2 separate regions of the Rattus norvegicus genome follow, and region 2 is linked to region 1. The links are chromatin contacts, called in public Hi-C maps. All regions are on one chromosome and are shown on one strand. The core of a region is the stretch at or near the end of the contact, and the rest is flanking DNA. Distances in the headings are between cores, read along the strand shown. Region 1 overlaps Shroom3 (shroom family member 3). Region 2 overlaps Fam47e (family with sequence similarity 47, member E).

Region 1 (6,218 bases), core at 1,525-4,024:
GCTAAATCCCCAATCCCGATTCAGTGGTTTTCAAACAGGAGACAGTGATGGAGCAGAGGAAGGTGGATCAGACTTTAGAAATGAAGGAATATTGTGGGTGTCCTCTGGGAAAAAACAAATGCTGACTCTATATTAAACTTTATATTTGGAAAATAGATCATAGTTCTAATAGTACAAATATTAAACAAAGGCGCTAAGTAGATTTCTATGCCTAACAAACAGAGAGTGAGTTTAAAATGGTGAGCTCTGCCTCTCTTCCGTCAACTTGTGACGAGAAGAATCTATCAGAGCATCACGACCTCTTACACTTGTCTCCTCCTGTCTGTCTTTACTCCGCTTCTCTGTTTCAGGTCCTTTTTGGTCTGGTTTTTATTATACACAGTTTTTAATGAATTCAAGGAAAGAACTATCATATTAGATCCCAGAGTTGAGCCAAGACAGAAGGAGCATCTTGAGATAGGACGAAGGGACTGTGATCACAGTCAGTACCCAATCACGGTGTTTGTTTATTTGTTGTTTGTTTGTTTGAGATGGGAATCTCTCACCTAGTCCTGTTGTGAATCTTATTGGGTAGACCAGGCAGGCTTTGAACTCACAGAGATCCATCTGCCTCTGCCTCCCAAGTGCAGGGACTAAAGGCGTGTGACTCAACACCTGGCCACTCGTGTTTTTAAACAAAGTTTCAGTAACTTGAGGCAGAAGGAAACCCCTTTAACAATAAAGAATATCTACAAAAAGTCTCCCGTAAATATTATGCTTTAGAATTTATAAGATAGGACCATAAGATAATCCATGAAAGACAATTACTATATATGTGTGCAGTGGCAAAAAATAAATAAAAAATAAATCAATTGTTTACACCAGTAAAGAAAACGACTGAGAGTAAATCGAATAAAACATATATGAGACCTTTACACTGATAACTACAAAGTAATACAGGACAAAACTGAAGAGGACCTATACGATTACAGCGATGCTCTTGGATTGCGATACTCAGTAGTGCTAAGGTGATAATTTTTTATTAGTTAACACACAGACATCTCACAACCCTAAGAGGACCTAAACATTGTTTTTGGTGGAAATTGACAAGATGTTTCTAAAATGCATATAAAGGTGCAAATGACGAAGAATAGCAGTTGGGCCAATTTTTAAAAGGAAAGCTGGGGGGCTGGAGAGATGGCTCAGTGGTTAAGAGCACTGACTGCTCTCCCAGAGGTCCTGAGTTCAATTCCCAGCAACCACATGGTGGCTCATGACCATCTGTAATGGGGTCTGGTGCCCTCTTCTGGTGTGTCTGAAGACAGCGACAGTGTACTCATATATAATAAATGAATAAATCTTTAAAAAAAAAAAAAGGAAAGCCAGAAGACTTACAGACAACTGTTAAACTCACGGTAGCACCTCACACCATATATATATAGCAAGGCTACCCTGAGGTCTGTTTGAATACGGTACATTGAACACGGCTTGAAGCAAGTCCAGCATTGGCTGATACTTTAAACTCCAAGATGGCTTCTCTCCTGGCTCATCCCCGGGAACAGCAAGGAACCACTAGCGACTATCATTTACTGAGCATTGTGGCTGGGCATCACTTTGATTACCTTGTGCTTCTTTTGACCAGCATTTGACATAGGGACAGATGGAGAATGCGGAGCTCAGAGATACACTGTCACTTGTCCAGGCCACAGTGGCTAGTAAATGGCAGAGCTACGACTCCCACACACACACCCTCTCGAAGCCTGTGTTACTACAGCACATGGCTTTGAGAAATCTGTGCCCACTGAGTCAGGTGTGGGTGAGCAAATGCTTCTCAGCTCTACCTGCTTTCTTCATTTGTCTGATGAGGGAGGACTAGGTGACCTCTCGGGCTTCCCCGGACTCAAAATGTATGGCTTTTTTGTTTGTCCGTTTGTTTTAATGAAGCCGCTCAGACTCTTTTTATCAAGGGCTTGTGTGTTGGTTTCTGCTTGGATGTTTCTTCCTCCAGGAAGATGCAGGTGCTCTTGGTTTCCATCCCACAAACCCGGGAAGCAGGTCCGGCGAAACTACTCTGTAGGACTCAGGTTTCCCCGTCTTCAGTTTCGTGGCTTATGGTGGAGTCAACAAGAGTATAGTTTGTGTTTGCACAAAGCCAGAACACAAAAGGAAAGGTCCCGGCATTACTGAGCATCCAGGAACGAGTATCCCACACCGAGAGCACACACAGTTCGGTTTTGTTAGGTTCTCTCGTGTTCTGCAAATACGCCTCTCACCCACTGCTCTGTCCCCGTGCCAGCTTCCTCTAACTATCTAACTGCTTTTGGGAGAAAAATAAACCACAACATATGTGATGAAGAAGGGGTAGGGATTAAGGAAGCACTCAACTTCTAGAGAAGCTGACTTCTCTAGAAATTCACTACTTTAAGTAGCTCTAAGAGACATCTCTAAGAGTTGGGAGACGGAGACAGGCCGATTGGGAGTTCAAGACCAGCCTCAGCTATATAGGGAGTTTGAAGCCTGCTTGGGCTACATGAGGCTCTATGCCAAACAAAGAGTCAAAACTGAACAAGCAACAAACAAGAGATTCCGTGAGAACCCTGTTGGTTAGCCCGGCAGTACTTGAGGTGTTTGGCTAGTGTGCTGTGAGTTCAGAAATCACTAAAACCAGTGACTAGTTCTTTTCCCTAAAGAGCTCAGTGGTTGGTCCAAGGGCATAGCATGACGGGGAACCAATCTAGGAAGGGAAGTGGACTCTCTGACCCCCACACTGATCTATTTGCTCTAGAAACATTTACCAAGCACATTCTTTATGGAAGGCACCATGCCAGGTACTGGGATACACACAGGGTCCTTGTCCTTGTAGAGGTTACATTCTGTCAGGTGGCAAAGATTTGGGCAACAAATTACTCATTTTGTTTGCTTCGCTACAACTGAGCTAAGGGGCACAGGAGAACAGGGTACATTGAGACTTTATGAAGGGAGAATGTGGGGCAGTGGCCCCTGCCACCAGACAGAGGAACTGGTAAGATTAAAGCACGTTTGAACCCCCGGGGAATCTCAGAATTGAGAACCAGCTCCCTACCAAGTACTATCTGTCCTGGAACAAGATACCCCATGACACCCCACTGAGAAGACCATGACCACTGGTCATGTAGCTAAAAACCTGGAGTTCTCCATGCTAATGAGATGTCTCAATAGACCCCGAGTATTTAGCCAATGAGTTTCTCTTCCTGAAAAAGGTATTTAATCCCTGATTCACACTGAGTAAGACATAAGTGTAAGGCTGGAGAGATGGCTCAGTGGTTAAGAGCCCTGATTGCTCTTTCCGAGGTCCTGAGTTCAATTCCCAGCAATCACATGGTGGCTCACAAACATCTGTAATGGGACCCGATGCCCTCTTCTGGTCTGTCCAAAGACAGTGACAGGTGTACTCACATACATGAAATAAATAAATTAATTTAAAAAAAAAAGACATAAGCCTATATCTCCCAGAGAAGGCCTTCTCTCTTCCTGCCTCTCCCTCAGTTATCCCCTTTCTGCCTGGTGCATAGAGGAAGTGTGGACCCAGACACTACTCCCTCCCCTCTCAGTTCCCTGCAGTTCCCAGCAGCCTCTGGCAGCCTCTGGGTACACAGGAGATTGAGAACCACAGCATTCATCCCAGACCTCACTTTTCTTGTCCAGAAGAAGCTGGGTCTAACTCAGACTGTGTTCTGCCTCCCCTCAGCGGCTTGCCTGTGGCACTGGTCCAGCACCCCAGCAGCGAGGGAGGCAGATGCACAGCCCAGCAGAAGTCCTGAGAAACTCTGGGGAAACCGGGAAGAAACCTTTCAGCTCAATCCAAAGGATGAGTAAGGATGACTGAATGAGGAAAGGGCTAGAAGGTCCCACAGAGGAAAGGGCATGTATCCTCTGCACTACACCAAGTTGCCTCTTCTGTGTTGTCTTTGTACCCCAGTGCCCTGTCAGCAAGGTGTTCAGGAAATACAGACAACAAACAGAAACACCCAGAAAGGAAAGCGAGAGTCAACAGAGCTGAGTTCTCCTGGGCTAGAAATCTTAAAGAATGTCAGCTAGTCCAAAAAAAAAAAAAAAAAAAAAAAAAAAAAAAAAAAAAAAAAAAAACCCAACCCTGCAGCACCATGGGAACAGAAAGATGGGGGAAATACAAAAGGTGTTAAGAAGTGTTTTGAGTCCTGTACATTCTTAGGAAATCCTGTGTCTTAGTAATTTGTCTGCCCACAGCCACCATGAACATCGCCGTTGGTCAAGGCTTGGATACAGGAAGTGACCACAGTTTCCACACATGGGGCAGGTAAGAAGGTGGCCCACCTGCAGAACTTATATCTCCCTGCCCCGTCAACTGCCCCTCACCTATGCTCACAGCACATTCTCCACCTGACTTGAAGCAAACATTTTGCTTGTCTGCTTGACTGAGACAGTGTCGTGTAGCCCAGGCTGGCCTCAAGGTCACTGTAGAGTCAACTGAACTTGAACCGTTGATCTGCCTGCCTCCAGCGGTGTCCGAGTGCTGGGATTATAGGTGTGCACAATATCAGTTTTATTCGGGGCTGGGCGTCAAATCCAGGGCTTCACCCAGGCAAGGCAAGCGCTCTATCAGCCAAGCTACCCACACTAGCATCTTATTTTCTTCTCTTCTGAACGGGAAGCACCCTCTCCCGGCCTCCCAATCTTGCCGTGCGCTCTCAGCAGTATGCTATGGCCCACGCACACCACCATTTTCTTCCAAACTACTCATTCCTTCGCAAGGTAAATTCACTTATTTTCATGCCAATTTCTTGACATCCTGTGGCATCCGTCTGCCAGAAGGACAACCTTACATCACCTACTCCCAGGTTTTTACGTTTTGTTTTAATTCACTTTTGCGTATATGAGTGTTTTGCCTGCATGTTTGTCCGTGTGCCCCATGCATGGGAAAGCCAGAGAGGCCATCAGATTCCCTGGGACTGGAGTTAAGGATGGTTGTGAGCTGCCATGCTGGTTCTAGAGATCCAACTCAGGTCCTCTATAAGGGCAACCAGTGCTCTTCACTGTGGAGTCTTCTCTCCAGCCTCTGCTTCCTGGTTTCTACTCCAGGCTGTGGCCTGCTGAAGTAAATGATGGTCTCTCATCTAGGTTTACAATCAAATACCATTCCTACTCTCTACCTCAGCCACCCAATAGGATCCTCAACCACCATGTCTGCTGTCCTTCCTCACATCAGGAGACATGAGCCCAAACATGGAAGTCTATGTACTTCCTGCTCCTACAATGCCAGTTTGGGGTTCTCAGAAGCAGAGCCAGAGCCTGTCACAGGAAATGGGACATTCTTAGGGGGAAGCCTGGAGAAGTCAGACGGTCTGGAAGTGGAGCTGTGAGAACATTGGAAATTTGTTCTCAACCTGTTCCCACAGGGTCTCAGAGGCATAAATAGCATATAGGGTTACCCACTTTGAGGCAAGAGGCCACACTTTAGAAATTAAATTGTTGAAGGAGGTCATCTTGGGAGGAAGGCACCTTTAGACCTTAGAGTGAATGTAGAGGGAGGTGGGGGTGGCACATGTGTGTGAGGAGAGCATATGAGCCAAAGCAAGGTCTCTCATGGGTTAGGCTAAGCTGTATTCCTTGCCCTGTTATTTTGAGACAGGGTGTTGCTAAGTTCCCTGGTTTGGCCTTGAATTCACTCAATAGCCCCAGTGGCCCTTGAACTTTTGATCCTCCTACGTCAGGCTACCCAGTAGCTGGGATCCAGTCCTGGGCTACCAAGCCTGGCTAAGAGTATACTTTCCCATGGGAGCATAGCCAATAGAGCAGCTGGGGACCTCAGCACACACATCACCAACAGCAACTCTTTGGACGTCCAAGGCCACACTTCTGCACCACTCACTCCTCCGCTCCACAGAAGTGACCTCTCACCTCTGCACTCAGTCCATCAGCAGTCTGCTACCCTGAGCTTGTGAGCTCCCAGACAGTGGCCATCCTTTCTTCTCAGCGTTCCCAGTATCTAGCCCACAGAAAAAGCTGGCTGAGTGAATACTGTACTCATTGGTGTTTCTAGAAGGAATTTCAAGCCAGGTGGGTCAGAGTCGATTGTGGAGGTTTGGGTGGTCCTTGGGATTGAGCCTAGCTCTTCATGCCTGTCAGGCAAGTACCCTACCACTGTGCTACCTCTCCAGCCTAAGCCTTGCCCTCTTAAACAGAAGAGTTGTTCTTTTGCACTTTCAATAGATGGTGACAAA
Region 2 (6,218 bases), core at 1,137-3,636, 140 kb after region 1:
ATAATCTTAAAGAAGACTCGGTGAGCTAAACTATTGTTAAACTCACTAAGCCCAACACTATGCTCAGCCTGGGGAGCACTACGCTCAGCCTGGGGAGCACTACGCTCAGCCTCGGGAGCACGGCGCTCAGCCTCGGGAGCACTACGCTCAGCCTCGGGAGCACGGCGCTCAGCCTCGGGAGCACTACGCTCAGCCTGGGGAGCACTGCGCTCAGCCTGGGGAGCACTGCGCTCAGCCTGGGGAGCAGTGCGCTCAGCCTCGGGAGCACTACGCTCAGCCTGGGGAGCACTGCGCTCAGCCTCGGGAGCACTACGCTCAGCCTGGGGAGCACTGCACTTAGCCTGGGGAGCACTGCGCTCAGCCTGGGGAGCACTGCGCTCAGCCTGGGGAGCACTGCGCTCAGCCTGGGGAGCACTATCTTCGAGCAAACTGTTTCCTAGCCCCTAACCTTCTGGCCCTTTAATGGAGAGAGAAAATATGAAGGAAGAACAGGTCTCACTCTGTTTTCTGCTACTTCTATTGTACTGCTCTAAGGAGAGCTTCAAGCTGGTTCAAGGCCAGATGCTGCGGACAATACTGTGGGTCGTCTTATCGCAAACAGTGACTTAACTTGTGGGTGGAACACAGAGACATGAAGTCACAATTCTGTCTCAGTCCTTCTCACATTTATTGTCTATTCTATTCTATTCTATTCTATTCTATTCTATTCTATTCTATTCTATTCTATTCAGGGTTTGGGGAGACAGGGTTTCTCTGTGTAGCACTGGCCATCCAGAAACTTACTGTATAGGCTCGGCTGGCCTCAAACTCAGAGATTTGCTTGTTTCTGCCTCCCAACTGCTGGGATTAAAGGTTTTGGGCCCCACTACTCAGCACACTTACTTTGTTTTTAAAGTTTTTCTCTTTTACATGTATGAGTGTTAGCCTGGGTGCATCATGCCTTTGGAGAGCAGAAGTCAGTGTTAGGTCCCTGGAGCTAGAATTAGCTGCAGTTGTGAGTCACCCACAGTGTGGGTGCTGGGAACTGAACCCAGCTGCTGTGCGAAAACCACAGGTGCTTTACCCACTGAACAATTTCTCTAGGCCCATACGTGGGAAGGGGAGAAGGGACAGGGAGTTTGCAGAGGGGGAACCAGGAAGGGGGATAACATTTGAAATGTAAATAAATAAAAAACAATATGAAAATTAAAATTAGGGCTGGAGAGATGGCTCAGCGGTTAAGAGCACTGATTGCTCTTCAGGAAGTCCTGAGTTCAAATCCTAGCAACCACATGGTGGCTCACAACCATCTGTAATGGGACCTCTTCTGGTGTGTCTGAAGACAGCTACAGTGTGCTTATATATAATAAATAAGTAAAAAAATCTTTAAAAAAGGAAAATTAAAATTAAAAAAATTTTAAAAATTGTTTTAAATTTGTGTGTGTGTTGTGTGTGTGTTTTGTGTGTGTGTTGTATGTGTGTTTTGTGTGTGTGTTGTGTGAGTGTGTTGTGTGTGTTTTGTGTGTGTTGTGTGTGTGTTGTATGTGTGTGTTTTGTGTGTGTGTTGTGTGTGTTGTGTATGTGTTGTGTGTGTTTTGTGTGTGTGTTGTGTGTGAATGTTTTGTGTGTATGTGTGTGTGTTGCGTGTGTGTGTGTGTGTGTTGTGTGTGTGTTGTGTATGTGTATTGTGTGTGCGTGTTGCATGTGTGTGGTGTGTGTGTGTTGTGTGGTGTGTGTGTGTGTGTGTGTGTGTGTGTGTGTGTGTGTGTGTGTAGGTTCTGTACAGGAGTACAGAAGGAAGCCAGAAGAGGACGTCAGTTTCCCTGGAAACAGAGTTACATGCAGTTGTGAGCTACCTGACATAGGTGCTAGGAACCAAACTTGGTCCCCTGGAAGAGCAGCAAGCTTTCTTGACGTCTAAGCCACCTTTCCACTCCTCTTGTCTACATTTAAACTACATACTGGAAAGTGGGACAGAAGGCCAGGATATTTTGGGAAGAGTGTGTTGAGTCTAGCCCCGGGAGGCACTTCTCCCACCAGCTTCCATATTTGATGTTTTGGACAGACTGTTTAACTCCAGAATGTTTCGCACTTGCATTGGTGCCTCACGGTCTTCCTTCCCATACCTAGTTGATGCTGTTTTTAGTGGTATCCTCCCGACCACCGAGTCTAAAGTCTGCGACCCTCTCACAACACACTGTCCCTTCCTTCTGGGCCTCCTGTTTCTGAGCGGCGCTGGTCACTGTCGAGTGTGCTGTGTATATTCTGTTGTCTGTCCGCATCTCTTTGAGCCCTCTGGAATGCAAGCTTGGGAGGCCGTTCTCCTTGCACCTCTCTAGCATCTAGGACACTAAGAATATAGCAGGTGCTCTATAAATATTTGCTGAATTACAGTGCTATTTCTTAACTCTGCCACTGCTGACCTTTGGGATTTGACCACTCTTGGCTGACGAGAGGTGGCTGACCTCCTCCTCACGGAAGGACATTTATCAATGTTCCCGGTCTCTATCTATGAGATGCTAGTGGTCCCCGCTGAGGTAGGACAACCAAAGATGCCATCTGCAAACACTGCTAAATATCCTTGGGAAGAGGGGGATGGTGCAAAATCTCCCTCAGCTAAGAAGCACGGAACTAAAAGTAGGGAAGCAGAGTATGGGGTAAAAGAGTGGGGGAAAGAATTTGAATCCAAGCAAAGAGAGGGAGTTGGTCATTTACTGGTGATCTTCTATGACTCGGCACAAGCAAGATCTCTTCTCTGAAGCCTTTATCGAAAGTGCCCACACCGTGTATTTGTTGGACCGATCTTTTCTTCTTACTTGTGTACACACGAGGCATCATTCTGTGGCGGTTAATCATTTGCCTGCTGACTTCACTAGGCTGTAAGTTCTGGATGGAGGAAGTAGTCCTCTGTAGGCAAGACCTGACAGACTGCCTACTTAGCGCACTGTGCTTCTAAACAAGTGTGGTGTACCATGCCTCAGAAGTCAGAACCCTAAATTCTGAAGTAGCATGCACAGCTGATAGCTGGCCCGGCCGGCAGATGAGTCTGCACTCTCCACTTCTCCTTTAATGTGCTCCTTATGCAGAGACCCTGGCGGTATGAGCGCTCACCATCCAATCCAGGATGTTCTAACCCATGACAGTTGATAGGACTTCCACCATATAAATGGTCCTCGTGTGCAATAAAGTTGAAACTTTCCCCTCAAACCATCTCCGGCGTGGCTCATCTCTGCACTTTACCAGTCCGTGGGCACGAAGGTCCCCTCAGAGGACACCCTAGTAAAGATGGCGGCCCTCCAGTTTCCTGTCATTTGCTAGCAACACTGCTGAACGCATCGATGCTCAGAAATGTTTGTTGAATGAATGAATGAGCAGATGGATGAATCGGCATGCAGAGTGAGGAGGGAAATGGAGAGAGAAGGGCTCACGGTGCTATGAAGCATTGGGAAGTAAGGAGACAATAGTCTCCAGCAAACGACCTAGAATAAAGAGCCTCCCTAGCATAAAACAAACACATACCTCATCTAAAAGGAGACAGAGATCCACGCAGGGAAAGGGGGGCTTCGAACAGACAGGATGCGCGAGCAGAGCTACGGTGGGAGGGGGAAAACATTTTTAAAGAACATCAGAGGGCAGAAGGTAGCGGTGCTGAGAACTCTATGTGGGTAGAAAGCTAAAGACCGGACGGACTTGCGTGTCCAAATGCAGCCTGTCTTTCCCTCCCGCCTTCCACATTCGGAACTCAGAGAAAAACAATAGCCTGCAAGACTCCAGGCCTCAGTAACCAGGACAGTAAGCCCTGGGAGAACAGGGACAAACAAAATAAGTGTCATAATTGCCTGCCGACTGCAGAAGAAGAATCTCTAGGGCACTTGGGGAGGAGGAGCCCAGAAACAGCCCAAGGCAGAAAAAAAGAGTCTCTAGGGCACAGGGGGAGGAGGAGCCCAGAAGCCGCCCAAGGGACTCTCTGACTGAGGAAACAGGAGAATCAAGAATCCAGGGAAAGTCGGGCAGCGGATGTTCACAGGACCGGGCCCCAGAACAGAGAGAGGGCTCTGTGAGTGTCGGTGGTAGGGGCCGGGGCATATACTGGGGAAACCACCCAAGATCAAACAATGAACCAGCTAAATGCACCAGAGGGGAAATACCTGATAGTTCAGTAGTCTCTTCCTCCTGGAAGTCGTAAAAGTTCACAAGATCCTGGGAAGAACACACTTAAGGTCTTGCTCAGTACTATGAAGTAATTAGCCCAAGACCAAAGATTACTTTATTCTTTCTCAAGGAATCTTAAAAGCAAGACCCCCGGGCTGGGGATTTAGCTCAACGGTAGAGCGCTTGCCTAGCAGGCACAAGGCCCTGAGTTCGGTCCCCAGCTCCGGGGGGAAAAAAAAAAAAAAAAAAAAGCAAGACCCACAAATGATCAGGCTTCTCCAAGTAACTTGATTCTAGCCCCGAACAAATTTCAAAAATAATTATAAAAATGCAAAAGTACCCCAAACAGCCATTAAGGTGAAATCCACACCACAAAACCATCGGACCGGAAGCCATGCAGGAAAACACAGCGCCCAGGGCAGGGACTGGCACAGAGCAGATTCAGAGGTTATGACTCAAAGACGCCAAAGCCGTTTCTGAGCCGTATCTCATGCTTCCAAAGATTAAGCAGAGACACGGTAGGCAGATACACACATCAGACACCTAGAAATGGAGACTGTAATCATGAGACAAAACCACACACATCACAGGGTTTAAGGACCTATCGACCATAAACCATAAACGAAGGAGGAAACAGGGAACAGAAGCAGCGGGCTGGGGCACCGGGTCAAGCCTCCTTATGAGCAAATCAAATCAGGGAGAGGGCTGAAGCCAAAAACAAACTTGAGGAACTAATGGTCAGATTTCCCCCACAAAGTTTATGAAAGAAGTACACTGTGCATGCGTACTGAAGTGACAAAATGCAATCAATTATTTTGTATAAGTAATATACACTAATAATTTTAATAAGAAAAAAACACCTATGAAAAATGTATGCTCATAGGCTGGAGAGGCTCAGTGAAGTCCTAGCATAGGTCTGAAAAGAGGTGTGTGTGTGTGTGTGTGTGTGTGTGTGTGTGTGTGTGTGTGCGTGTGTGTATAAAACACTGACAAAAAGAAAAATCCTAAAAGCAAACAAAGAAAAAGAAAGCACATTCAGAAAAACAGGTCAAACATCTCCTAAGAGTGATCTGAAATAGTTCAATCAAGACAAGGGAACAATAGCTTCACACTACTGAAATAAAAACTAACACTGTGAACCTAGAATTCTGTACCCACAAAAAACTGTGTGTGTATGCAAGAGTGTGCACACGCATGTGTGGATGTGTGAATACATGTACATGCGTGTCGGGGATGTATGTGTGTCTACACACATGTGCAGGTCAGAGGTCACCTCTGAGTGCCAGTTCTTACTTTCTATAGTTTAAGTAAGGCTCTCCTCTCTATTGTTCACTGCAGAGAAACCAGGCTGTGAGCTTCTGAGGATTCCCCTCAGCCCCCATCCCTCACTCCACCATCCAGTCACGGGAAAGCTGAGATCTCAGACACCGTGTTACTGTGCTTGGCTTCAGATGCACTCTAGAGATTTAAACTCACTTCGTAATGTTCACCCACCAAGCGCTTTACCGACAGAGCCATCTCCCCACCCTGAGAGAAATCTTTAAGTTGCACACATTTGATTCTGTTTTTCTCTTCAGAGACATAGAGCTATGTGGTTAAGATGTGTAAAGAAAACCACAGGTAATTCAGAGCTAATTAGAGATAATGTTCTGTTTTTGACTTAGAGGGAAGACACTCCCCACTCAACACAGGCACTTAAGTCTGTTGTTGACTCGCACAGTGAGGCACGCGTGCTTATTTGTACTGGCAGTGGAACGGAAAGTTAAGAAGACCGTATACATGCCACCTCCCTCCAAAACACTGATGCAAGTCTTGCTTCTCCTGACAGGCTTCCATGTTTGCAACAACATGTGCTCACGTTAGGCAAGAATGTGACAGAGGGGGATGCTGTGGGGTAGAGAGATGCCCAGAGGTTAAAAGCACTTACTGCTCTTCCAGAGGACCGAGGTTTGATCCCGTGCCCACAGCGTTCTCGATGGGGAGGTGGTCCATTGATGCAGGGTTTGTCCTGCAGAAGGTTGACATGAACTCAGCCACCTGTAATAACAGCTTTAGGGGCTCCAGTGTTTCTGGCTTCCACAGGCACC

What was found. A called contact is a pair of places that touch in the nucleus more often than the background predicts.
Region 2: a contact with region 1 is called in a Hi-C map of liver, with 6 times the contacts expected there. The contact joins two enhancer-like sites. A contact is called at or near these places in 2 of 12 Hi-C or Micro-C datasets (kidney and liver).

Annotation. Positions count from the first base shown.
Region 1 is chr14:15,636,042-15,642,259 of GRCr8, forward strand. All of the region lies in intron 1 of Shroom3 (shroom family member 3), which reads right to left. Among named protein-coding and RNA genes, the nearest start is that of Shroom3, 41 kb to the right of the region's middle. Within about 2 kb of position 2,775, at least 5 of the 93 cell types and tissues checked have an H3K27ac peak or open chromatin away from gene starts, as enhancers often do. A contact at or near this core is called in liver, where this site is marked.
Region 2 is chr14:15,775,790-15,782,007 of GRCr8, forward strand. It overlaps Fam47e (family with sequence similarity 47, member E), which reads right to left. Exons shown (of 7, transcript XM_039092678.2): 5 at 6,059-6,139. Among named protein-coding and RNA genes, the nearest start is that of Stbd1, 21 kb to the left of the region's middle. Within about 2 kb of position 2,387, at least 1 of the 93 cell types and tissues checked has an H3K27ac peak or open chromatin away from gene starts, as enhancers often do. A contact at or near this core is called in liver, where this site is marked.